Regions from separate parts of the Mus musculus genome. Here region 2 is linked to region 1. A link is a contact called in public HiChIP or PLAC-seq data. All regions are on one chromosome and are shown on one strand. Each heading gives the region's core, a stretch centred on a gene start, on an enhancer-like site or on the middle of the called end of the contact. The rest is flanking DNA. Distances are from core to core; before and after follow the strand shown. Region 1 holds the start of Slc8b1 (solute carrier family 8 (sodium/lithium/calcium exchanger), member B1). Region 2 holds the start of Ptpn11 (protein tyrosine phosphatase, non-receptor type 11).

Region 1 (7,489 bases), core at 1,684-4,183:
AAGCAGCCAGGCATGGTGACACACGCCTGGGATCCTAGCTCTCAGGAGCCGAAGGCTGGAGGATCAGTTCAGAGTTACTCTCCACTATGTTGTGAGTTTGAACCAGCCTGACAACCATCCCTCTGCTCCACACCCTCCTCTGGCTCCCGACTCTCACCCTCCAGCCTCAGTCCACAAAGCCTTTTTATCTTAAAAAAAAAAGATTTATTTATTATTATACATAAGTACACTGTAGCTGACTTCAGACACACTAGATCTCATTACGGGTGGTTGTGAGTCACCATGTGGTGGCTAGGATTTGAACTCAGGACCTTTAGGAAGAGCAGTCAGTGCTCTTACCCGCTGAGCCATCTCACCAGCCCCACAAAGCCTTTTATAATCAGGCCAACATCACCTTTCCACCCACCCGGTTAAACCTTATACATACTGATCAGCCCTTCCAGCCTCCTCGCTGTTCGGGAACACACTAAGCTAGAACCTGCCACCAGGCCTTTGCACTTGTTCCTAGCCTTTCCCCCACATGTCTGTCCCGTCAAAGAGGCTTTCCTCCTTTCCTTTAAAGCCTGGCTCCAAGATGACTGGTTCACAGAATAAGTTTGTCACAGACCACCGACCACTGCGGAAACGCACAGCCTCCCCACACACTGTTACTGGCCACACAGCTCACAGTTCTCTGAAATCTCTAACTTTATCTGAGGATTCCTGTAGATCCCAGGGTTGTAATGATTAGCTGGGACTACAACAGACACGCCCCCAACCCGACTCGCCTTCCTGCCCCGACCAGGTACTCACATCCGCCATGGCAGTCTGGTTGACACTTCCAGCTGAAAACTGGATGTGTCCATGGGCTTTTGTGGATGGGTCTCCGGTCCCAGACGCCGTCTCCAGTATCAGAGCCACACAGAGGAAGACAGGAGCCCAGAGCAGAGCCAGCCATCTGCTTGCCATGGGCCCCTTGAGGCCTGACCAGAGCCCTCTCTGCTCACGGGCTGGCTGCTCTAGTGCCTGCAGGGTAGGGTAAGAGGAGGGGATTTTAGCATATGCATGGCCTCAGGAGGAGGGGCCCAGAGACCTTTCCCAGCTAAGCCAAGTCCCTATCCACCCATTTAGAAACCCCATTCCATTCCGTAGCCCTCCTGGGCCTGCATCACGTGCTTCCTGTTCTGGAGCACCACACCCACAACCCATAGGTGACTCCGAGATCTGCCCCTCACCCGGACATCAGGTCTGCAAGAAGCTTAGGGAACGAGCCAGACTGTATGAGAAATATTCACTTGCAAGAACTAGGAACTCAGACTTTCGGAATTTTTTTTTTCTCCTTTTTTGGGTGGGACATCAAAGATGGACCCCAGCGACTTATATATGCTAGGCAAGCACTCTACCACTGGGCTATAATCCCAGTGATTTTTAGTTGTTTGTTGAGTCAGGCTAGCCTGGGAATTCATGAGGTAGCCCAGGCTGCCCTTGAGCTAGTGACCATCCTCTTGCTTCTAGTTTGGAAGTGTCGGGATTATAAATTTGAAGCACGACCCCCTTCTACCCTATTCCTACTTTTTGTTTTGTTTTGTTTTTCGAGACAGGGTTTCTCTGTGTAGCCCAGGCTGTCCTGGAACTCACTCCGTAGAGCAGACTGGCCTTGAACTCAGAAATCCGCCTGCCTCTGCTTCCCGAGTGCTGGGATTAAAGGCGTGTGCCACCACTGGCAGGGTCTCCTCTATCTGCTAGGCTGACCTTGAGCACATATTTCTTTTGCCTCAGCCTCTTGGGTGGCTGAGATGTCAGATGTGCACCAGCCCCTGGGTCCCAGCCTTAAAAGCACACATCTGAGGTGGACTTGGTTGTGATCAAAGACGGTATATCACACCTCACAACCTGCTGTGGTATCCTTCCATGGGGAAACTGAGGCACTGGGAAGCAACCTCACTCTCGGTTTTCACTGTCAGCTCAAGTGCCACACCACATTGCCCTCTCTGAGTGTTCACCAGGCTGTCCCCAGAGTCATGTGGCAAGGGAGAAAACCAGAAAGCCAACCGTCCTTGGATGGAGAAATCGAGGCCAGGAGGGAAGTGAGTTGCTCAAAGGCGCCTAAACTGGGACCAGCCGAATCGGCGGGTGGGGCTGCAATATGAATAACCCACTTCCTCCAGCCAGGGGGAAAGAGCTTTATTTTTCTGTCCAAGCAGAAAACTGGCTCCGAGTCTTAGGCAGGCTGCCCCAAGTGTTTTGTGCATTTTATTTTCTGCAAGCAGGGAGCCAAAGGCCATCTGAGCTTTATTTGAGGGGGTGTGATTCTTTACACAAGCATTTCTAAATCGCCACCCCCGGGGGGGGGGGGGAAGAGGGCAAAGGACAAGATAGGACCCCAGAGGAAGAAGGGAATACAGCCACTTCCTCACCTGTTGACAGAAAACGAGTCTCTCCCCTCCGCTTTCTAGCTACTCCACTTGGCACGGGCGTGGAGTGGAAAAACACAGAACCCTTCAGTTCCCTCTCTGCATTTTCTGGGTGGGCAGCCTGAGGGGAGGGGGGGCTGGGCTTATGGCCTCTGGGTCCGCATCTGTGAAATGGACTCTAGCGCTGACCCAAGGGACAGCCAGACACCGCGTCCTCAAGTCACCTCCACTCCAGTTTCTTCTACTCATTTCCAAATAAGCTCGCATGAAGCGCCTCCGGCAATGCGGACACCTGTGTGCTGCGGCGTTGGTGAAGTGGGCAGACTTGACGGCGAGGGATGGGGTTGGGAATCGGGAAGCACTTTCTGATTTTGGGGTCCCAGCTGAAAGCGGATTTGAGAAGCTGAAGTTGGAGCGACGAGTGCACAGGCTGCGAAGCTCCTCTTACCTCGGGCGGGGCCTGGATCCGCGACCTCGGAGTCTTCCTCTAGCCGGATGGCCAGCGCCACAACCTTCCGCCCCTAGAGTCCTGGCCCGGAGCAGCCTGGCCACGCCCCCACAACCTCCACTCCGCCTACTTGCCAGTCGGGCCACGCCCGAGCCTCTCTGTCCCCGCCCAAGACACGCCCTTTAAGGCTCGCCCCGCCCCAGCTCTTAAAGACACAGCCTCCCAGCCGAGGGTGGGGGTTGTGAGCTGTTCCCTGTTGTCTTCCCCATTCTCCACCTGCTTTCTGTCCCCAGCCTGTCACTTCTGCTTTCAGGTAGATGCTATATTGAAAGCACGTGGGTTATAGACTTCAGGAGGCCCGAGAGAAGTCTAAGGGGAGCGGGGGGGGGGGGGGGAGTTGGGGGAAGCTTAGAGTTTCTGTTACTGAGGGTGGTATGGAAGGGTGAGAGCTATAGTAAAGTAAGGGGAAACGTGGCATGGTGGTGGTGTATGCCCATAGTTCTGGCCTTTCAGAGGCAGAGGCAGGAGGATTGTGATATTAAGGCCAGTCTGAGCATCCCAGCAAGACATTTTCTCAGTATGACGGTAATAAAGGTGATGGTGATAATGATGGTGGTGGTGATGATTTAAACGGTCTCCTGCTGCCTGCAAGCAGTCTGGTTGTAGAGCCTGAAATGCCTGGATCTGACATTTGTCAGCATTCCCCTCTCCAGCACACACTAAGCCACCGAGCTGCACCCCAACCTAGAAGACTACAGCAAACATCAAGATGGGCAGTGGTATAGCCCTGCAACCTCAGCTTTTCTCAGGAGGCTGGGGGGATTAAAAACAAATTCAAAAAGCCTGACCAGGTTCCAGTTCAAGGGCAGCATCTGCATTTAGTAAGGCCGTTTCCCAGAATGCAAAGTGAAAAGGGGGGCTTAGGTGCGGTGGGAAATTCAGTGGCAGGGTGCTTGCTGAGTGTTCTCAGAGCCTTAGGATTAGTCCCCAGACCATGATTAATTAAAGAGCACGCCCAGCGGGGCTGCTGAGATGGCACAGTGGGTAATGATGTGGGCACTGATGCTAAGCCCCACGACCTGAGCTTGATCCCTAGAACCCAACAGTGACGAAGATCTTACTCCTGGAGGTTGTCCTCTGGTTTCCACATGTGTACCATGGTATGTGCACACACAGACACAGACACACACACACACACGCACACACACACACATGCATGTACACACAGACACACACATGCACACACACACATGTGTGCACACAGACACACGCACATATGCACGCCTGCACACACGTTCATGAACACACACGTGCTCGCATGTACGTGTACACACACACACAGTGTAAAGTATTAAACTGTGTTAAACTGTATCAGTAGTACTTCATCTGTCATGGTAAGAGTTGAACAGGTGGGAGGAAGAGGAAACTTCAGTCAGGATGTAAAGTAAAGAAAATGAAATCAAAATAGAGTTGAGTGGTAGAACTGCCAGAACCCCAGTTGCCGGCACCACTATGCTTTTCTGTGTCTTTGTTTGCTTGCTTTGAGATGGGATCTCACTAAGTAGAACCAGAACCAGCCATATAGACCAAGCTCACAGATCTGTCCTCTCGGCCTCCTAGTGCTTTACCACCAAAGGCATGTACCACCAAGGCTCACCATCCTCACCACAGTTCTCGAGTGCACAGGACCTGCTTCAAATGTGTCACGTGTCACAAAGAGCAGGGGCACGTGCGTGCGTGCACGCGCGCACGGGGTGGGGGACAGTATTGAATTCCTCCCCTGGAAGGGGAAGATTTCCGACATGTATCAGTTAGCTATTGCTGCGTAACAACCATTCCCAAAGTGACAGATCTAATCCACCAACATCTTAATATATGTCTGAGTGTCTGAGAGGCATGATTTTGGGAGAGTTGCCGTGTAAAGGTTCCGACCCAAGCCCTTCTTCTGCTTGCATGTCCAGCCCGAGCCCGAGGCTGCTCAGACATTTGCTTTTCTCTGCAGAGCCTCAGGGATTCTTCCCCGTGGACTCCCCATTTTACATAGCTGATTCCTGGGCTTCTCCAGCACAGGCTATGCCAAGGTAGATGTGTGCTCATAAGATACCTCAGGAGGAGTCAGTACAGGGGACTGGAGAGCAAAAGGAGAGCTAACTATACCCCCTTCTGGGAATTTATGGCAGAAGTTAAGAGTGCCACTTCCCCCATAGCCACTGTGGAGAGGGAAACAGCCCCTGACTCTCCCAGGGCATGTGAGATGACCAAGACTCTGCCGTGACCATATTTGGAAAGTATCAGCTGCCTCTGTGTTTTGGTCCACAGAAGTGTCCAGCAGGGGCTTTTGTGAGAACCAGAGTGGGACTATATTGTGTGTCAGGAAAGGAAAGGCCCCAAGTTCCACTGAGAGGATGACTGCCCAGGGCACCATGTGCGGGCTTGCCCTGTCTTCAGTCTCTATTTTGAGGCAAGCTCTCTCTGTGTAGCATAGTCTGCCTTGGATCCCTGATCAACCTCCTGAGTGCTTACATCACAAGCACATGCAGGCATGCAGCTCCTGCCCCCAGTCCCTTAGGAACTAACCCCAAGTCAATAAAAGCTGGGCTGGGCTGGGCTGGCCTGTAGTTTATTTGACCAGCATCAAAGCCCTGGGTTCCATCGCCTCTATTACATAAACCTGGCGTGCTAGGGCACACCTGTAATCCCAGCGCTCAGAAGAGGACTGGGAGGTGTGTTAGTCAGGGTTCTCTAGCGTCACAGAACATATGGAATGTCTCTCTATATTAGGGAAATTTGTTGTGATGATGTATGGTCTGTAGTCTAACTACCCCCAACAATGGGCAGCTGTGAATGGGAAGTCCAAGGATCTAGCAGTTGCTCAGTCCCACAAGGCTGGGTGTTTCAGCTGGTCTTCTGTAGAAGTAGGTTCCAACAGATGTGCTGGCAAGTAAGTGCAAGCAGGCAAGGAAGAGCAGATCTTCCTTCTTCCAATGTCCTTATATAGGTCTCCAGCAGAAGAGGTGGCCCAGATTAAAGGTGTGTACCACCATGCCTAAATCTGATATTTATTTTGTCCCAGGCTGCCCTTGAACTCGGAGGTCTCCTTGCCTTCCTCTCCTGGGATTAAAGGTGTATACTATCCTGCCCTGGCCTAAGCTTTTCATAGCCACTATGCCTCACCATCTCCATGCCAAGATCCAGGTCAGAAACCTGCGTCTTCCAGCCTCAAGACCTGGATCACAGGTGTGCCCTCCAGTACTAGATTGTAGTTCATTCCAGATATAGTCACGTTGACAACCAGGAATAGCCATTACAGGAGGTCTAGGTCAACCTTGGCTACTGAGTAAATTCAAGGGCAGCCTGGGCTTACAAAGGATTCCATCTTAAAAACAAAAAAACAAAAAAAAAATCAAAACAAAACTGGGTAGTAGTGGTGGTGGGCAGCAGCAAGAGCGCTTGCATGCTTTGGGTGCAAAAGGCAGGTGGATATCTGAGTTCAAGGCCAGCCTGGTCTACAGAGGGACTTCCAGGACAGCCAGGGTTACACAATAACCCTGTTTGTTTCAAACAACAATAACAGCAACAACAGCAGTAACAACAACAACCAAACGAAGCAACCAAAGCAAACTGCAGCTACTGACTGGGGACCCACAATACTTGTGTGTATGTGCCCTGCAGGAGGGGAGCTGTAATCTCCATTTCACTAATGGGAGAAGCAGCTGTTGGCGGGGTGGAGATGAAGTGTTTGTCCCCAGGGCTTGCAATGGGAAGAGGAAAAGTCTGGATGGCAGCCATGTCTTCCCCTCCAGGTTTGATCTCCTGGTTCACACACAGGTTAAGGCCAAATCTGCCCCCATACTTATTCAGCATGCCCACGGGTTTCGAAGATCAGGTTGTGGGTGGCAGCTGGGACATAGTAAAAGAACCTGGGGACAATTCTTGCAGAAGTGGTCAGGGGTAGCCAAAGTGGAAAGAGAAATGGAACTTTCTATTTCAATCTAAGAGGCCTTGAGACCAAGAGGTTCCTTAAAGATTCATGAACCTCACCTTAACTAGTTCTCTTCTCAGTGATGCCCTCACCTTAACTAGTCCCCTTCTCAGTGATGTCCCCACCTTAACTAGTCCCCCTCTCAGTGATGCCCTCACCTTAACTAGTCCCCTTCTCAATGATGCCATCTTAACTAGGACCTTTCCCAGTGATGCCCTCACCTTAACTAGTACTCTTCTCAGTGATGCCCTCACCTTAACTAGTACCCTTCTCAGTGATGTCCCCACCTTAACTAGTCCCCCTCTCAGTGATGCCCTCACCTTAACTAGTCCCCTCCTCAATGATGCCATCTTAACTAGGACCTTTCCCAGTGATGCCCTCACCTTAACTAGTACCCTTCTCGGTGATGTCCTTACCTTAACTAGTCCCCTTCTCAATGATGGGCAGAGAGTCACAGGAGCTCCTTACTGTCTCGGGAGCTGGAGAAGTAGCAGATGGTGTTATGTGAGAGAAACTTCTCATGGGCCCTGCCTGGCTGCTGCGTGCTCCTCAGCTGGAATGTCCCTTCAGGAAACTGTTGAAAACGACCCTTGTGGATCACAAGCACTGGCTGCAACAGTCGGTACAGCACGCCTGTGCAATAACTGGAAGTAAGCCAAGTGCTCA
Region 2 (7,489 bases), core at 2,911-5,410, 680 kb before region 1:
ACCACATGGTGGCTCACAACCATCTGTAATGGGATCCGATGCCCTCTTCTGGTGTGTCTGAAGACAGCTACAATGTACTCAGGTATATAAAATAAATAAATCTTAAAAAAAAAAAGAATGCAATTGAATTTCTGATCCTTCTGCTCCTAGCTTCCGAGTGCTCTATTGGCATGTGCACTAAGTGTGCCTTGCTTTACATGTGTACGTGTGTGAGTGATGTGTGTGTGAATGTGTCTGTGGGATTTTTTGATGTCTGTGAGTGTATGTGATTGATGTGTGTGTGTAAATATGTAATGTGTATGTGTATTTGTGCAAATATGTGTGTGTGAGTGTGTGTATCATGTACATATGTGCTTGCTGATGTGTAGACTGAGCAGCACCCAGGTGGAAGTCAGTGGACAATTTTCAGAAGCCAGTTCTCACCTTCCATGGTGAAACTCCATTTCCCTGAGTACAAGCCAAAGCTACAGATAGCCTGCAGGACAGAAGTCCACAACTACCCTCTCCTCTCCTGACACCCCAGAAGAGGGCATCAAATGTGGTTGCTGGGATTTGAACTCAGGACCTTCGGAAGAGCAGTCCGTGTTCTTAACAGCTGAGCCATCTCTGCAGACCAATATATATTTTTTAATTCAATTTTTTTACTTATTCACTTTATATCCCACTTTCTGCCCCACTCCCAGGTACCCAATCTCACAATCCTTCCCCTACCCACCCTTCTCTTCTCCTCTGAGCAGGTGAGGCCCCCTCTGCCCTGGCACTTCAAGTCTCTTCAAGGCTAGGTGCATCCTTTCCCACTGAGGCCAGACAAGATAGCCCTGCTAGAAGAACATATTCCACATACAGGCAACAACTTTTGGGACAGTCCCTGCCCCAGTTGTTGGGGACCACATGAAGACCATGCTGCACATCTGCTATGTATGTGCAGGGAGGCCTAGGTCCAGCCCATGCATGTTCCTTAGTTGGTGTTCAGACTCTGAGATCCCCAAAGGTCCAGGTTAGTTGATTCTGTTGGTCTTCTTGTGGAGTTCCTATCCCCTTTGAGGCCCAGCAATCCTTCCCTTCCTCCTACTCTTCCATAAGAGTCCCTAAGCTCCATCCACTATTTGGCTATGGGTGTCTGTATCTGTCTGAGTCAGCTGCTGGGTGGAGCCTCTCAGAGGACAACTTGATCCTGTCTGCATGGTTCAGGAGTCTGATGAAGGTGGAGGAGAGGTCTAATTTATCTTTTTAAGACAGGGTCTTTCTATGTAGTACTGGCTGCCTAGAGCTCACCTTGTAGATAGACTAAGCTGGCCTTAAACTCACAGAGCTCCTCTTGCCACTGCCTTCTTCTTTTTTTTTTTTTTTTCTCCTCGAGACAGGGTTTCTCTGTGTAGCCCTGGCTGTCCTGGAACTCACTCTGTAGACCAGGCTGGCCTCGATCTCACAGTGATCTGCCTGCCTCTGCCTCCCAAGTGCTAGGATTAAAGGCGTGTGGGCCATCACTGCCTGGCTTTTTTCTCTGCCTCCTTTTCCAGTCTCATTTCTACCTCCCCTTCTTCCTGTTTTGGTTTGTTTCATTTCTTTGTGACAGTCCCTCTATATAGCCCTAGCTGTACTGGAACTTGCTCAATAGACCAGAATGGCCTATGGACTCAGAGACCCAGCTGCCTCTGCCTGTACTGGGATTAAAGGTGTGTGCTACGGCGCCTGACTCTCCCCTTTTCTAAGCTCAGCTCTTTGTGTTCCTTCCTTGTCTTTCCACGTTACACAGAGACCTTTTCACAGTTTTCCAAGTACAGGCGATGACCCCTGCTTTAGGATCTTTGCAGTAGCCTCTTTCTTTCTTTCTTTCTTTCTTTCTTTCTTTCTTTCTTTCTTTTTTTTTTTTTGAATTTATATCTTCTAAATTATCCCTGCATATTGGTCTTTTACAGACAAGGGTTCATCTGACATTTCAGTGAAGCCCATGCTATCTAAAACTTAAAATGGTCATATGAGGGCAACAAGATACCGCAATAGGTCAAGGTGTTATCAGTACAGGACTGTTGACCTGAGTTAGATCCCTGGGACTGACTCTAAAGGTGTTCCCTGACTTCCACACACACATTCTGAGGCATGTACTTGCTCCATGCCCCTCCTCCCAGTAATAATAATAAATGAAATTAAAGAAATGGTCATAGCCAGGCATGATAGCCAACACCTTTAATCCCAGCACTCAGGAGGCAGAGGCAGGTGGACCTCTGAGTTTGAGGCCAGCCTGGTCTATTTAGTGAGTTCCAGGGCCAGCCAGAACTACATAGTAAGACTCTGGCTGGAAAAAACAAAATAAAATAATAAAAAATGATCATGTTGTTAGTTCCTTTTGCTTTCCAGAGTTTTGCCTTCCCTGTTATCCACAGCCAACTGCAGTCTGAAGCCATGAAATTGGAAAGTTTCAGAAATAGTTCACCAATTTAATTTAAAAAATCTGTGTGTGGGTGCATGCAGGTGCTCACTGGGCTAGAAGAGGGTGTCTGGTCCTTTGGAGCTGGAGATAAGATAGTTAGTTATAAGTAGCCAGGTTGGTGCTGGGAATTGAAACCTAGTCCTCTGAGGAGCAACTATTTCTCTCTCTCTCTCTCAATCTCTCTCTCTCTCTCTCTCTGAGACAGGGTTTCTCTGTATAGCCCTGACTGTCCTGGAACTCACTCTGTAGACCAGGCTGGCCTCGAACTCAGAGATCCACTTGCTTCTGCCTCCCAAGTGCTGGGATTAAAGGCATGCACTACCACTGCCTGACTTTTGGGCAGCTAACTCTCTTATCTGCTGATCCATCTATGTAGCTTCTAGTTCATCAGTTTCATAACTTTACACTTCATTAAGATGGAGCTGTTCAAGAAAGCCACATTCATCTAACAAAGTCCCCCTCCCCAACCCCCGTAGCAGCGTACTGGTACTAACAATTTGGACATTTGGAAGGAGAAGTTATGAAGTGTTTCTTTGAAGTGAAAAGGTCAGATTTCTTAATTTAGAAAAAGGATCACTTGTTAGGATTGCTAATCCCGGTATGGGTGAAACTGCAAAAAACATTTGTGTTAATTTTAGTTCAAGTTGTAAAAGTATGGCCGTGGTACATAGGTTGTCTCTTTTCTCATAAACAAACAAAACAAAAAATATTCAACGGGAGAGGCTGGTGAGATGGCTCAGCAGTTAAGAATACTGAGTGCTTTTTCAGAGGTCTTAAGTTTTGTTTCCAGCACCCACATGACAGCTTACAACTGCCTGTAACTCCAGTTCCAGGAACTGTTGTTCTTTTCAGATCTTGGGCTCTAGGCACTCATGCAGTTACACACATACTTACATGCAAGGCAACCACTAATACACTAAACATTAAAAAATACAAAGTAATATATATATATATACATATATATTTCTAGCCGGGCGTGGTGGCGCATGCCTTTAATCCTAGCACTCGGGAGGCAGAGGCAGGCAGATTTCTGAGTTTGAGGCCAGCCTGGTCTACAGAGTGAGTTCCAGGACAGCCAGGGCTACACAGAGAAACCGTCTCATAAAACCAAAAAAAAAAAAAAAAAAAGTAATATATATTTCTTTTTGACAGGGTCTCCCTACTTAGATGTCCTGGAACTCACTATACAGACCAGGCTGGCCTCGATTTCACAGTGATCCACTTGCTATTGCCTACCTAGTGCTGGAATTAAAGGCGTACGCCACCTTGCCGGGCAAAAGGAGTAAATCATAAAACATTATGTGTATGGATATGTGCCCGTGAGTGCAGTGCCCGAGGAGCCACAAGAAGAGAACGGCGGATCCGGTAGAACCAAATTTACAGAAGGTTGTGGGCTGCCCCATACAGGTAGGTGTTGGGAATCGAACTCGTGTTCCCCCTCCCTTATTTGTTTGCTTCTTTTCCCGTGTGCAGCCGCCCTGGATGCATATTGTGTATTGTGTCCTCGCACCTATGTGCGACGTCCCCGTTTAGAAGAATCGTCCAGGCGTTCACGGGTGTAGCCGCACCGATTCAGAGGAGGAATCCCACACCAAACTCCCTAGCACTGCTCAGGGCCCCGCAAACCGGAAGCAGATAGTGGCCGTGGCGGCGGCGCGCGATGACGTCACGCAGGCGCCGGCGGCCAGGGGCGGGGGCGCGGGCGAGGGCGGAGCGAGCCGGGCGGCGGGGCGGCCGCGCAGTGTCCGGGATCCAGGCCTGGCAGGGGGTTGTGCGCGCGCGGCCGGCCGGCTCTGCCCGCACCCGTGTCGGCTCCGGAGCGGGGCCTCGCTCGGGCCCCCTCCATGTGACGGTACCCCGCGGAGCCTGAGCGAGCAGCGGGTCCGTGCGGAGCCGGAGACGGGAGGAACATGACATCGCGGAGGTGAGCCGCCCGCAGGGGCCGGGCCGCGGCCTGGGTCCCCGCTGCCTCTGGACTGCGCGGGCCGCCGGGGGTCACACCGGGGACTCCCCGTCGGCTTGGCTTCCCCGCCGCCCCGCCCGCGGGTCCCCATTCATTTCCTGCCGCCCCGAGTTCCTGCTCCCGCGGCCCGGGATGCCCGTGGGGACACCCGCGGCCCCGGCCGGCCGCCGCATTCCTGACCCATTGCCTCATGAGCGTCGCCTCCTGGGGATTCCGAAATAACCCCGCGCGCTCGGGGAGGCGCCCGGGCCACCGCGGGGCCTTCACACAGGACCCTTTCAGGTGCCCCCTTTTTGCGTCTTCGCCCTCGCCCCCAAGTGCCAGAAGTGGGAAAACTGAAGCTCTCTGCAGCGGCTGGGAGTGTTCCCTCCCCACTGTGATCTTTGCTTTGAAAGGTGGGAGGAAAGGGAACCGTATCTGGCCGTGGGATTGTCCCCTCTGTTTGACGAATGTGGAAACTGAGGCTCGGGAATAACGTGCTCGTCACAGGACAGGATTTGAAGCTTAGATTGGAGGCGAATGAGTGAGTTTCCACTTCAGGGTAACGAGACTCCATTAGTGACATTGACTTTGCTCTTACTAGAAGCCAGCTTAACGCGTACCGCAGTGGTACGAGGTGGGTGGTGGAATCCCTTTCCTAAACATGACCAAATTGAGTTTTCAGGATGAAGTACATTGTGGCATGTTACCTGGTAAGAGGTGCAAGTCTCTCACTGTGTTGCCCAGGTTAGCATCCAGTGTACATTTCCCCTTTATCTCAACCCCTTTAGCGCTGGGGTTACAGGCCGGATCACACTATAAGGACTTGTTTAGTTTTAAAATCAGCTTTAAGCCCGACGTGGTGGCGCACGCCTTTAATCCCAGCACTTGGGAGGCAGAGGCAGGCAGATTTCTGAGTTCGAGGCCAGCCTGGTCTACAAAGCGAGTTCCAGGACAGCCAGGGCTACATAGAGAAACCCTGTCTCGAAAAACAAAAACAAAAAACAAAACAAAACAAAACAAAAAAACCAACATTTTTATTGAGATAAGTTGCACCTGATTCGGCGGACAGTTTGATTAAACCTTGACTTATGCGTATACTTGAGACCATTACAGCAGTCAAGATAATGAACATATCCACGACTCCTGGTGAGGTTTCCCTCAGCTTGGTCTTACCAGTCCTCTGCTTTCCCTCCGACCACGGTTCTGTTGCTACCTTTCTTAGGATTTTAGATTAATGGCATTACACAAATATGAGCTGTTTTTTTTTTTTGTTTTTTGTTTTTTTTTTTTTTTTTGTTTGTTTGTTTTTTTTTGCGTTGGGGGCGGGGAGAGTCCTGATTTTTATTATTGAAAGTTTTTTTTAAAGATTTATTTATTTATTTATTTATTATATGTAAGTACACTGTAGCTGTCTTCAGACACTCCAGAAGAGGGAGTCAGATCTCATTATGGATGGTTGTGAGCCACCATGTGGTTGCTGGGATTTGAACTCCGGACTGTCGGAAGAGCAGTCGGGTGCTCCTACCCACTGAGCCATCTCATCAGCTCATTTTTTTTTTTTAAACATGTATTTCTTCATTGTGTGTGGGCCCATGTCATGGTAGGCATTTGTAGGTCGGAAGACAACATGTAGACATTGGCTCTCTCTCTCTACCATTCAGGTTCCAGGGATTTAACTCAGGCTGTCAGACTAGGTACCACGTGCTGCCACACCCCGGCTTAGCGGACTTGTTCCGGATTGTCTGAGAGTTCATTGCTCGCTGCTGCTGTTTGAACAGCATGCCATTGTAGGGCTGCTTATTCTTCTGAGGACCTTTGGCTGTCTCTAGAGTTTGTCACTCACATATGGTTCTGTGACTGCTGCTGCAGAGGCGTCAGCGTGGCCTCACCTCTCTGCTGTAGCTCTCTGCAAGCTGAACGGTTGGATCTACTGTGGGCAGGCACTTGCAGCCTGTTTGCAAAGGGGCTGTCACTGCTTACTTTCCAGTTTTACTCCCAGAGAGCTGCATACAGCTTGTCCATAGCTTTGAGTCCTGATTTCCTTGTTTGATAAAGATTTATTCTGATTTTACTTGTATGGGTATCTTGTAGGCGTAGGCAGCGTGTGCCTGCCTCATTCCCTCTGGGGCTGGTGATTGATTATTGTGTGGGTACCTGCTTTCTATTCCGAGTGGCCGTCCATTGTCCCAGCAACACTGCTGGGGAGCCTCTCCACAGGTAGAGTCTGCCCCATTGTTGAAGAACACTTGTCCTTATTGTGAGTTTGTTTCTTGACTCGGTTTTCTTCCATGGATATTTCTGTATCTTCATGTCAGTTCCAAATGGTCTTAGTTCTTTTTTTTTTTTTTAAAGAAAATTTTTTTTTTGTTTAATTTGTGTGTGTGTGTGTGTGTCTGCAGTGTTCAGAGGAGTGTGTCAGATCCCTTGGACTTGTAGTTACGGGTGGTTTTAAGTTGCCTCCCATGAGTGCTGGGAGTGAAACTTGGGTCCTCTGCAAGAGCAGCCACTGTTTGTAGCTGGTGCATATTTTGTTTTTTTGTTTTTTTCCATGATCTCAGTGGTGTGTGTGTAAGTCAGAAAACAGTTGCATTCTAGGGAGAATCTCTGGAACTGAGGTTGTTAGGCGGAGTACAGTTAAACATGGAGCCATCGTGCTGGCCTGAGGATCTGAGAACACTCTTGAGTTCCGATGGGGATTCAGGGAAGGTCATTTTGAGGAAGTGATCATAGGAACTGACACTTGGATGGCAGACACCATATTGATGCTTGTTTTACTTAATTGTCATGGTAAAGCTAGACGGGGTCTCACCCTGCCATTCTGGTTGGCCTAGAACTTGCTACGCAGAACAAGCTGTCCTTGAGTGCACAGAGATCTTCCTGAGCGGTACCAGCGCTAGTCGGAAAACGGTTCATTTTGATCAGTATTGCAGACTACGTTTCTGTGAGCATTCCGAAGCCAGCATGTGGGTATAATCACCGTGTTGGCTTCCCAACCTTGAAGGTGGGGAGGGAAAGGAAAGCATGGAGTAATTGAGTGGCTGGTCCCGGGCCATCTAGCTGAGAGGACGGTGGACTTAGATGTTCAAGCTGTCCTGTGCCTTACCTTGCTCTCC

Evidence for each region. HiChIP or PLAC-seq counts read pairs in DNA pulled down with a chosen protein or histone mark.
Region 2: a contact with region 1 is called in an H3K27ac HiChIP or PLAC-seq map of extraembryonic endoderm stem cells, with 7 times the contacts expected there. The contact joins the promoter of Ptpn11 here to the promoter of Slc8b1 in region 1. A contact is called at or near these places in 1 of 39 promoter capture datasets (liver), 3 of 115 datasets of contacts at active chromatin or transcription factors (extraembryonic endoderm stem cells, microglia and pancreatic cancer cells) and 2 of 9 other capture datasets (adipose tissue and liver).

The regions. Positions count from the first base shown.
Region 1 is chr5:120,506,636-120,514,124 of GRCm38.p6, reverse strand. It overlaps Slc8b1 (solute carrier family 8 (sodium/lithium/calcium exchanger), member B1), which reads right to left and starts at 2,933. Exons shown (of 16, transcript NM_133221.2): 1 at 2,842-2,933; 2 at 793-1,005. The coding sequence starts at 948.
Region 2 is chr5:121,188,068-121,195,556 of GRCm38.p6, reverse strand. Ptpn11 (protein tyrosine phosphatase, non-receptor type 11) reads left to right here and starts at 4,160. Exons shown (of 16, transcript NM_001109992.1): 1 at 4,160-4,355. The coding sequence starts at 4,342.